Linked DNA regions of Sus scrofa: region 2 is linked to region 1. A link is a contact called in public HiChIP or PLAC-seq data. All regions are on one chromosome and are shown on one strand. Each heading gives the region's core, a stretch centred on a gene start, on an enhancer-like site or on the middle of the called end of the contact. The rest is flanking DNA. Distances are from core to core; before and after follow the strand shown.

Evidence for each region. HiChIP or PLAC-seq counts read pairs in DNA pulled down with a chosen protein or histone mark.
Region 2: an H3K27ac HiChIP or PLAC-seq map of skeletal muscle shows a contact between it and region 1. The contact joins two enhancer-like sites. A contact is called at or near these places in 1 of 47 Hi-C or Micro-C datasets (epiblast stem cells) and 1 of 2 datasets of contacts at active chromatin or transcription factors (skeletal muscle).

Annotation. Positions count from the first base shown.
Region 1 is chr2:3,747,329-3,752,390 of Sscrofa11.1, forward strand. No RefSeq gene overlaps it. Among named protein-coding and RNA genes, the nearest start is that of CCND1, 120 kb to the left of the region's middle. Within about 2 kb of position 2,828, at least 19 of the 83 cell types and tissues checked have an H3K27ac peak or open chromatin away from gene starts, as enhancers often do. A contact at or near this core is called in skeletal muscle, where this site is marked.
Region 2 is chr2:3,891,340-3,896,274 of Sscrofa11.1, forward strand. No RefSeq gene overlaps it. Among named protein-coding and RNA genes, the nearest start is that of TPCN2, 210 kb to the right of the region's middle. Within about 2 kb of position 3,177, at least 11 of the 83 cell types and tissues checked have an H3K27ac peak or open chromatin away from gene starts, as enhancers often do. A contact at or near this core is called in skeletal muscle, where this site is marked.

The sequences.
Region 1 (5,062 bases), core at 1,578-4,077:
AGGACAGTCCTGACTCCTCTGGACAGTGACCACAGAAAGCCTTCGTGTTTGATTTTGCAAGCTAGACGCTGTCTCCCCGTGCCTGGGGGAGGCCACAGCCAGGGGACATCTGTCAGGCCTTCAGAATGGCCACTGCTGCCCCCATGGCCAGCGTGCTTTCCCACTGCCTGAGGCTATTCTTAACATACCGAGCCTCGGGCTCCAGGGCTAAAAATACCCCCTCGGAAGGCCTGTGGGAAAGCTGCCTGGGCTATTTCTGTGGCTCAGCACTTGCCTTGGGGTCCTTGCGTGCTGCTAGGCCTCCCCTCCCTCCCCCGCACAGCCCAGGCCCCCGCTTGGCCCACGTCAGAGCCCCCCTGTCCATGTCAGGGTCCAGGTGTCTGATGGCCACGGCCGTCGATCTCCGGGGCGCCCGGCAGAGACTGGGAGCCTTGAACCCATTGCTTCATGGCCAGGGCGACTGGCTCCGAGAGGGAAGTGAGTTCCCTGAGGTCATAGTGCCATCTGCCTTGGGGACCCAACTGTCTCCTCTGTGAGGGGCCTGGTCCAGCTCCCTCCCACCAAAGGGGCGTTTGGGGGCTGTGACAGTGACACTGAGGCTGTAAGTGGGCTCCTTTTTTCCTAGAGAAAGCTTTACCTTCTCGCTGCACCCGGGAGTTTACGGAAGATTTTCTGTCCTTTGAGTCCCCTGTTTTCTGCACAAGCCTTGGCAGGGGTGCAGAGAGGTGCTGCGGGCCGTGGGCCCACTGTGAGGACCGGAAGACTGAGGCTGTGCTGGGGCAGCTCAAGGTCACAAGCTAGGAGGCGCTAAGTGGGGCTGCGGGCGGCGCTTGGGAGCCCAAGGCTGGCTCCGCCTCCCGCCCTGCGGTCCCTGCTTGGGGACCCGGCCCTGCGGAGCCAGCCAGGCTTCCTTGGTGGTGCCCCCCGAGCTCATGCTGGTTCCCTGCACCAGCTGGCAACAGAGGGGTGCCGTGTTCTCAGACAGAAGGTCCTGGCTCCTCGGGGTCCAGGAGCGCTGGCTTATAAACTGGCCCCGTACTTGGCAGGCCGGGAGCGGGGCCAAGGCGGCAGGCTCTTTAGAGGGGCAGGTGGCAGGTGCATTACATAGGGAACTTACACGTGAGCCTTGTCTGAGGTGCCACAAGACAGGGAGACAGCCGCGGCCACCCGCCCCGTCTTGATGTTTGTGGAGAGGTCTGGCCGGGCTTCGGTCCCGCACACCGGTCAGATGGTCCCAGCGCCACCTTGCTCTCTCAAGGCCACGTCCCTGGAACAGTTCCCGCTGTGGGGCTGGTGGGCGGAACGGACGTTCCGAGGACAGGGGATGGAGGAGCCCCTGGTGCTCCGATGCCCGGGGCCTGCTCGAGGGTCAGCGGGCGGTCACGTCCCCTTGATCACCTCCCCCAACAGAGGCCGGCGTCCCCGTGGCAGCCACGGCGGGTTCACACCCGTTAGCTGTGTGTTCCCAGCACCGGAGCCCTGATGGGTTAGCGAGGTGATCGCCCCGACAGGCCGCACAACGTGCCATTGTGCTCGGGTCCACTCGGGCGGGTTCATTAACCGCCTCTGCCCGGGTGGCCCTGTGGGCCCACAGGACGCCGATGCCGGGCTTTCTGCAGGGTTGGACAAAAGCCCCTTCTCTGTGCCCTCCTGCGGCCCTGGGGGAAGCCGTGGGTGCCTGCACACCTTGGGGGCCGCCGGAGCAGCCCGGCCGCTTTCCCGCGTGGCCGGCTGCTGCCTGCAAGGCCCGGGCTTGTGGTTCCAGGCGGCTCCAGCACCTGCTGGCCGGGCCTTGGGTCAGGAAGCGCTGAATCTCAATATGCATCCTCCTCCCCGCCCCCCTAGAGGCCCGGTTCTCCCGCGTGAGGCAGGCCCCCGGGGCGCTGAGAGGTCCTGCTTGGGAAAGCCCTCTTGGCCAGGGGAACACGGGTCAGGGCGGGCACGGGGCTCTGTGACGCTCACAAGCAGAGCGTCCTGCGAGGAGAGACCGGGGCAGCATTGATGGGGGTGGGGCCCGGGAAGACCCTCACTCTGGCCCTGGGCAGAGGCTGAAGCCTCAGTCTCCCCCACCTCCATCTCTAAGGCCTTTCTGTCCTGACCCTCGAAGGGACCTCGGAAGGCCAAGGGCATAGCTGGTGGTGGGGCTGTCTGTGTGGGGGAGGGGCCCAGGAGCGGGAGGGCCTCTGCTAACACTCCCTCTGGACCTCCATTCCACCCCTGGCTCCCCTGAGCCACAAGGCCCCCTTAGGGGGCCCAGGAGGCCTGGCACCTTGACCCGTGTGCAGGGGGACCCTGCAAGGAGACCACCAGGGCCAGCACGCATGGGAGGACAGAGGGCAAAGCCGACAGTGCCCCGCCCATGTGGGTCTCGACCTCGCATCCCGCAGAGGGCGAGGGAGGCCCAGAGAGGTGAGTGGCCCCTGAGGGACGAGGCCGACGTGGTGGGGACATCTCTGCGCTCAGGACAGCTTGGCTGCCCCTCACGCTCCCTCGCCGTGGCCCCGCTCCCCCCGCCGTCCCCACTGCTCCCACGGGTTCCTGCCTGGTCCCTCTCCCTCCTCCGCTGGCCTCGCTTCTTCTCCTCCTCTCTGCCCGGCTCCAAGTGCCACACCCAAGCCTCGGGGACCCGGCGCGGCCTCCAGCATTCCTGCCCTGTTTTCACTTAGGGAGCGTCCCCCAAAATACCCAGCCTGCTGGAGGCGGCAGCAGCCTCGGAGGCCCCCTGGGAACGCACTTGAAAGCCTTGGCCCGGCCGGGGCCTCCAGTGCCGCCAAACCAAGCGGCTGGCAGGAGGGCGTTCCAGGGATGAGCAGAGGCGGCCGGCCGGGCCAGGACCCACCAGCGCGGCTTCTCGGCTTAGGCGGAGGCGGAGGCGGCTGCTCTGAGGCCGGGAGGGAGACCTCAGGAATGCGGCGTCGCAGTGCTGACACTTACATTTTCCTGCCGCCTGGCTCCCAGCTTGTGGGGACAGCAGGGCAGGGCCGGGGGTGGGGGGTGGGGGGGATGCAGATCCTGGGGGGGACACAGCCTGCAGAGGTCCTGGGCTGGCTGGAGTGGGGAGCCTGGCCATGGACCCCAGGCTTCCCACCCGCCATGGGGGCTTGTGAAGCCCCTCGGATGGGCTGGAGCAGCCCCCGGCCCCGCAGACTGTCCCCTCCCTCCTCATCCTCGGGGACCTTTGACAGGATGGCCCGATGCTTCTCCGGGCTGGTGGGCAGCTGGGCCCTGGGGAGCTGGGCGAACTCGGGCGGAGCTTGGAGGCCGAGGCTGGTCCAGCATCCGCTCTGAGATGGTCTGAGCATTTCTTCCCAAAGCTGTGTCACCACCTGAGTCACTGGGTGTGATGGTCACATCCCGGCAGCCGACGGAGGTGACCCAGGGGTCCTCCAGGCCTAGAGTGAGCCCTGACCGTGGCCTGGGAGGCCCGGGCTATGTCGCTTTGAGCAGAGCCCCCCCCCAGGCCTCGGTTTCCCCATCTGTCAGGTGGGGGGACTGTCTCGGTGGCTAAGAAAGGGGAACCTGGGGAGGCTCCTGACGCCTCTGGGATCTCAGAGGGGACCACCCTGATGCAGGGGTCCTGGTGAGCTCCCCACTGAGGCTGAGGATGTAGGCTGAATCTAAAGAGAGGGCTCCCTGCAGCCTGTGGCCATCAGGCTGGTCCAGGAGAGCCCCGACAGCTTCAGGGAGCAGAGCGGCAGCACACAGCCCGAGAGGGGGACCCCGCTGGCCCTGTGGCCTGCTCGCAGACGCCAGCTCGCCTCCTGACCTCAAATATTGGCTCTGGCAGGCGGAGGGGTCAGCAGTGTGGACTGGGCAGCGGGCGCCAGCCAGTCTGCTGCCGGGTCACCTGGTAGAGGTGCCGCGGGAGTCAGCCGCGCCCCCTGGGGACATCTCTGCAGGAGGCCAGAGTCTGCAGCCAAAACCTCCCCACCTCCCTGCCCCTGCAGCCCCCCGCAGCCCCCTCCAAGGGTCCCACCTCGTCAGCAGGGACCTGGGGCGAGGGGTGGAGACCCCTCTGGTGCCTCTGGCGCCCAGGATAAATATTTGTCAAATGAATGTTATTGAAGTCCAGTGGGTCAGCAATACCACCCGTCCCAACACCAGGAACTCCCTGGCTCCCAGCTCGTTGGCTCTGCTGTCCAGCTGACCTTGACAGCAGGACAGAGGAGCGCAGGGGCCTGGAACCTCACGGGTCTGGTCGGATTCCCAACTGTATCATGTTCTGGGTGGCCTCCAAGAAGTCTGACCGCTCCGACCCTTTTTTTTCCTCTGTGAACGGGGATCCATCCTACTGCCTATGTGCTGGGCGGCCAAGGAAGCCCTGGCATCTGTGAGAGCGGTGCCTGGCTCAGGGGACCTGCCGTGAAAGCTCCTGTGCTATCCCCTACCTTGAGAGCACACAGCCAGCTCAGGACAGGACAGGGGCTCCAAGATTTGGGCACAACCCTCTTTCTTTAGACAAGATGGGGACACAAATCCCTGTAAATCACACACAGTAGGCGACACTTCCCACTTAGCACAGAGGATCTGGCTGTGCCCTTGGGCAGTAGGGAAGGCTTCTAGGAGGAGGTGACCTGTCGGTGGCCCTGAGGGCAGGCTTTGACCCAGCGGATCAAGGACAATGAAAGCACAGACTGGGGAGGCTCCTGGAGCCCTGGGACCTGCTCCCGGCCACACCTCCCGCCACGCCTCCTGTCTTCCTGAGTTCACCTTAGGTGAACACCCCAGGGAGGCTGGGGTCTGCCACTTCATCCTTCAGTGGGGACGATGGTCAGGTCACTCTTTCAATGTATTGATTAACGTGGTTTGATCGATTGGTTTCTTCATGCATTCATTTCATGCATTCATTCCTCAATGAGTTTGCATAGAGAGTAAAACTCTGCGGCAAACGGGCAAGAAGCAGGTGCTTGGGGTTCTGGCCTGGGGGTGGCCCCCCGGGGCCCTTGGGAGGGTGGCTCTCACCGGCCCCTCCTTCTACACACAGATACTGGGGCCTCAGGCCAGTTCCCTGCCTTCCGGGAGCCTTGGGGTCCCCATCACTGGGCGGCTAGAAGGGCAGCCC
Region 2 (4,935 bases), core at 1,927-4,426, 140 kb after region 1:
ATCAGGAGTCCCCTCCCGCTGTCTCCCAGCACAGGAGTGACCAGGATGCAGAGATAGTTACAGTGTCAGGTGAGACAGCCCTGGGCATCTGGCTTCTAGCCCCGTCCCAGCCTGGCCCACCGAGTCACCTGCGGATTCCCGGACTTCCCTTCCTCCTTTGAAAGAGAGTGAGCATGCGGATGGGCCACAGCGGGGGGGGGGGGGGGGAAGAAGACCAGAATCAAGGCCTCAGAAGGGAGGTGGGCGGGGCAGTGTGGGGCGGGGCAGCCGGGGGCGGGGCTTTCCTCTGGCCACCATTGCATCCCCTAGGGTTAAGGTCAGGTTGGAAAGATAGCCAACCCAAGACCCCCCCCAACTGCAGATGAGTCAGGGCACCCCGGGTTGTCTGACTCCTTCTTCATTGATCCTGGAGACTCCAGGGACCAGGGGTGACACGGCCCGGGTGTCTTTTATTCATGCCTTTATTCATGCCTTCACCTTCCGTTTGTTCATTCGCTTCATTATTGCTTCCTGGGCAACGTGAATGATAATCATGAGTGTATAACTACAGAACATTCTCGAAGACTTCCCATACTTCGGCGCCCCTGACACGCAGTAACTCATACACACATACGGCGCCCCCATGAGGCCACTGGGCGGGAAGAGGGGGCAGTGCGAAGCCCAGAGCGGAGAGAGGCGGCCCTGCTCAGTCGGTCCCGTCTGCCTGGACCCTGGCGGCAAAACGAACCTAAGACCCACCCGAGGCGGGGTTGCAGCCAAGAGCCAAGATCTGACCCCAGAACTCAACGGGCCTTGCGGGCCTTGTCAGGACCTTGCACTTTATCCCAAGGCAGGGACCCTGCAGGGACAGGACCTTATCTGCCACTTTAGAAGCTTCTTCCGGTCACTGCGTGGAAGGGGTTGGAAGGGGCAGGAGAGGAGGCGACCACGGTCACACGGTCTGGGGTAGGAGACGGTGGTGGGGTGGAAGGTGTCTCTGACAGGCTCCGGGACAGAGTCGAGGGGGCGTCCAGACAACCCCTGAGAGGACAGAGACATCATTCCGTGAGACGGCGAGACAGGGGGTGACGCAGGAGAGGCGTCGTTACCGACCCCCGCCTCCCGCCCCATTTACTGAACTGCGGATGCCTGTGGACCGCTGCTAAGACGCCCCGGGCAGGGTCTGCAGCTCCACGGAAGGCGGGGCGAGCCTGACCCCAGCCAGCCCCTCCGCCCAGGCATTCGTGGGGGCCCTGGCAGCGCCCTCCTGGGGTTCCTCCCATTGACACCTGCTGCGGCCCCACCCCCAGCCCCCGCAGCTCCTCCGCACCCACACCCCCTCCCAAGGCTTTCATGCCCATCAGCGCCACCTACTGGCTACTGAGGATAGGCCCCGGTAGTGTCCTGATGTGTCCCCATTTTAGAGAAGGGAGACCTAAGGCCAAAGGGGCCTAAGCGCCGCCAGCGAGGGAGAGGTGGAGGTGGCCTGAGGCCTCGGGGCTCCTGGCCTGCCGCTGCTCTCCAAAGAGCCCTTTCTGAGGAGCAGGTGGAAGGAGGTGGGTGCCCAGAGACCCACCACTACGGCCCACTGTGACATGCCCACAGTCCTAAATGCTTCCAGCACCACCATGCTCACCCCAGACTCAGTCGCACCAGAGCCTAGCTGTGGGTCAACAAAGGTCATTCCTTTGAGCCGTCTGCTTCTGTGACCCCCCCGCTTCTGTTCTTTCCAAGACCCCCTCGGCTGATTAATTAACCAAAAGCACTACTTTCCCTGCCAGCTTTGCCGACCATGAGCCGGAAGCCAAATAGGACACAGGGAAGGCCCCAGAGGATGACGGTAGCAGCCCTAAAGCTGGTGACTGTGGGCTCAGCCCGTGGAGGTTTGGGCCTCACCGCTGTCTGTCTGAGGCCATCAGGTGACCCTGGGCAATGGGCAGGACCAATGTGGGTTTTTAATCTTAAGATGTGTCACAAGGTACTCCAGGCCCTTGAGATAAAGCTCAATGGCTTCATCCAGGAGCTTTCGTGATTTTTCCTCCAAAGTGACTTCGTCTGAGATTCTAAAGCCAGGTCAGCACAGGCAGAGCACACGGACCAGCACCCTCCGTTTCTGGACTCACGACAGACAAAACGAATCAATGGTAGATTTTGCAATCCAGTAACCCAGGCAACGGATCCTTGGGGATGTTTGGGGTCTGAGGCTCTGTACTCGATGAGATGGCCACTCGGCTTTGTCATGAAGCCCCCTAGGGTCTGACTCTCCTCTCCAGCTCTGGAGCTGTGGCCGCTTTGGGCCAAGACAGTTGCAAGAGTGTAGAAACCAGTACAATCGGAGAATGAGGTAGCTGCCTACCTCTCTCTCTACCACACACACACACACACACACACACACACACACACGCACACACAGGAACGCAGGCAGAGCAAGGCCATGTGCGTCACAAAACATCTCGAGCAGAGTGGAATCATGGCCTCGTGGAGCAGGGCACCAGCCAGCCCCGTTTTAGGCCCTGACCTGGTGGCCAAGACAGTTCCTGGCACACGGAGGATACGCGGATTCAGCCTGGGGGGTGGAGGCACGCCTGCGGGTCCACACGCCTCTCAGAGCAGCCCTGGCCTCCCCAGCACTGTCCCCTGGCTGCATCAATGTCTCAGCTATCTTGTTCTACCCTGATTGTCATCTGTCCCCAGGAGTGATGGGGGCTGAGGGACAACGTTCCCATCAAACAGCTGCTGCGGTAAGGCCCGGAGAGGTTTCCCGGGAGTCCTTAAATGACCAGTGAGACGACATTGTAGACAAATGCAGAGTGAGTGATGGGGTGGGAAGAACGGGCCCTCTAAGGGGTCTTCCCCGCCCCCCAACCCTGCTCCTTCCTCAGGGAATTAATCTGTATCAAGAGAGGACCTAAGGAAATGGCCGTGTTTTAAAGGCCCCTGCTTAATGGTCCCTTTAATTAGAATGGGTCTCTATCGGTGTTTCTGCTGACCCGCAGGGGAGGGCGGCCTTGCCCGAGTGAGTGCCTGTGGACCCAGGAATTCCTGCAGCTCAGCTCTGCCCCCGCTCGTGGGCTCACTTAGCCGAGTTCAAAAGAATGGCTTTTTCTGCAGCAGCACAGCAGCCAGAGCTCCGAGTCACTCCCCTCGAGCCGGGCACCTCTGTGGGAACCTGGAGCCAGGACATTCCTAGGGAAGGAAGAATGTGCACGCGGGGACAGCTGGGTCCGGGCCAAGGCCAGTCGCCCAACAGGCTCGACAGGCAGAGTCTGAGCTCCAGGGAAGATGGACTCTGAGCCAAGGACAGGCATGTGGGCAGGGTGGCACCTGCCAGGAGGTGGTCCCGGGAGCTGGGCCGTGTTGGGAAATCTCGAGTGCGGGGAGCCCGGGGGAGGCGTCGAACCCCCAGCACAGGGCACGACCTTCCCAGGGCCCATTCTGTCGCAGGTGGGACCTTGAATTAGTCTGGCCGGGCGACGGAAATTCAAACCTCAGATCTGTACTCTGGCCATTCTCCGAGGGGGGCTTCTTGGTGGGTCTCCTCCAGCTTGGGTGAGAAGCTGGCCACGGGCAGTGCGGGCTGGAGGTCCCGGGGGACACGCCAGGTGTGCTGTCCCCGAGTCACCTGTGGGGATGCCAGTGGAGGCTCAGATACACAGACCTCAGGGGAGCAGGTTGAGTCCAGTTTGGAAGAGGCACGTTTGAGAAGCTCCCCCATCAGGAAAGACCACGTGGCCAGTTCTCCAGACCTAAGATGGGGAGAGGATGAAGCAAGCCATTCTTCCACAGCTGGGGGTGGGCAGGGGGGCAACCCCATCTTACAGACAGAGACACTGAGGCTCAGAGGCAGGGACACAGCCAGAAGGCTCTGGGAAACTTGATATGTGTCAGGCACACCCCCAGCCTCAGTGCATTCAATCCACCCCCCCCAGAGAATGATGGGAGCCATTCATATCCCCACGTTACAGATGGAGAAACTGAGTCACAGAGCAGTTCAGCGAGGTGCCCAAGGTCACCGAAGAAGCTCGAGGCTGACCTGAGTTTTATTCCCTGCCATCTGACCTCACAGCTTTGTGTTCTCACCTACAGGAAGCCTACTTCCCAACCCTCTCGCCCTCTCGCCAGGGTCAGTTGGAATCCCAGAGCCTCTAGCCCCCAGAGAAGTTCTCAGCACATATCTGAAATTACGCCCTGCGTGCAGCATGTTTGGGTCAATTTTCCCGCTGCTATCATTTTCACCGGCATTCCTGGGTGTAAGACGTCTCAGCTTGGCCCCGGGGGCTTATCAATGGAATTACCAGGTACGGAATGTGGGGACCCCCCCCCCGCAGCTTTATCTCAGAAGACAGGTGGTAATTACAGTATCCTGTGCGGCCAGGTTGAACCCACAGGACGGCCACCGCACCTGACCCCTGCCGAGCGGGAGCTGGGTCAGGCTGGGGTCAGGCCTTGGGGCTGGGTCGGATCAGGAAGTGTCTACACCCACCCCTGCGCACCCCACCATTCGAAGGACGGTCATGGCATTTGACCCCAGCAGCTACCCTGTGAGGGGGTCACCATCCACAGATGCAGAAGTGGGGGCTCAGGAGGACAAGGCACCTGCAGAGGCCACCCAGCCAGCAAGTGGCAGAAACAGGGCCCAGACCCAGACATCTGGACCTCAGTCAGTTCTTCCGTAAATACATCCTGAGTCAGGCTTATTCGGGGCCAAGTTCCAAGATAGGGCCTGGGAACAAGCAGATAAGGAAGACTTCACGCCTGACCCCGACAATCTCAGGGTCAGCAGAAAGGAACACAGAGAAAGCAACCATTCGCTGGGGAATATTACTCAGCCCCGAAGAGAAAGGACACGTTCTGACACATTCTCCAGCGTGGGTGGACCTGGAGGGACCCCGGTGCCGTGGAATGGGCCAGGTGCCTCCAAAAGGACGCATGTGACATACTCCCACTTATGTGAGG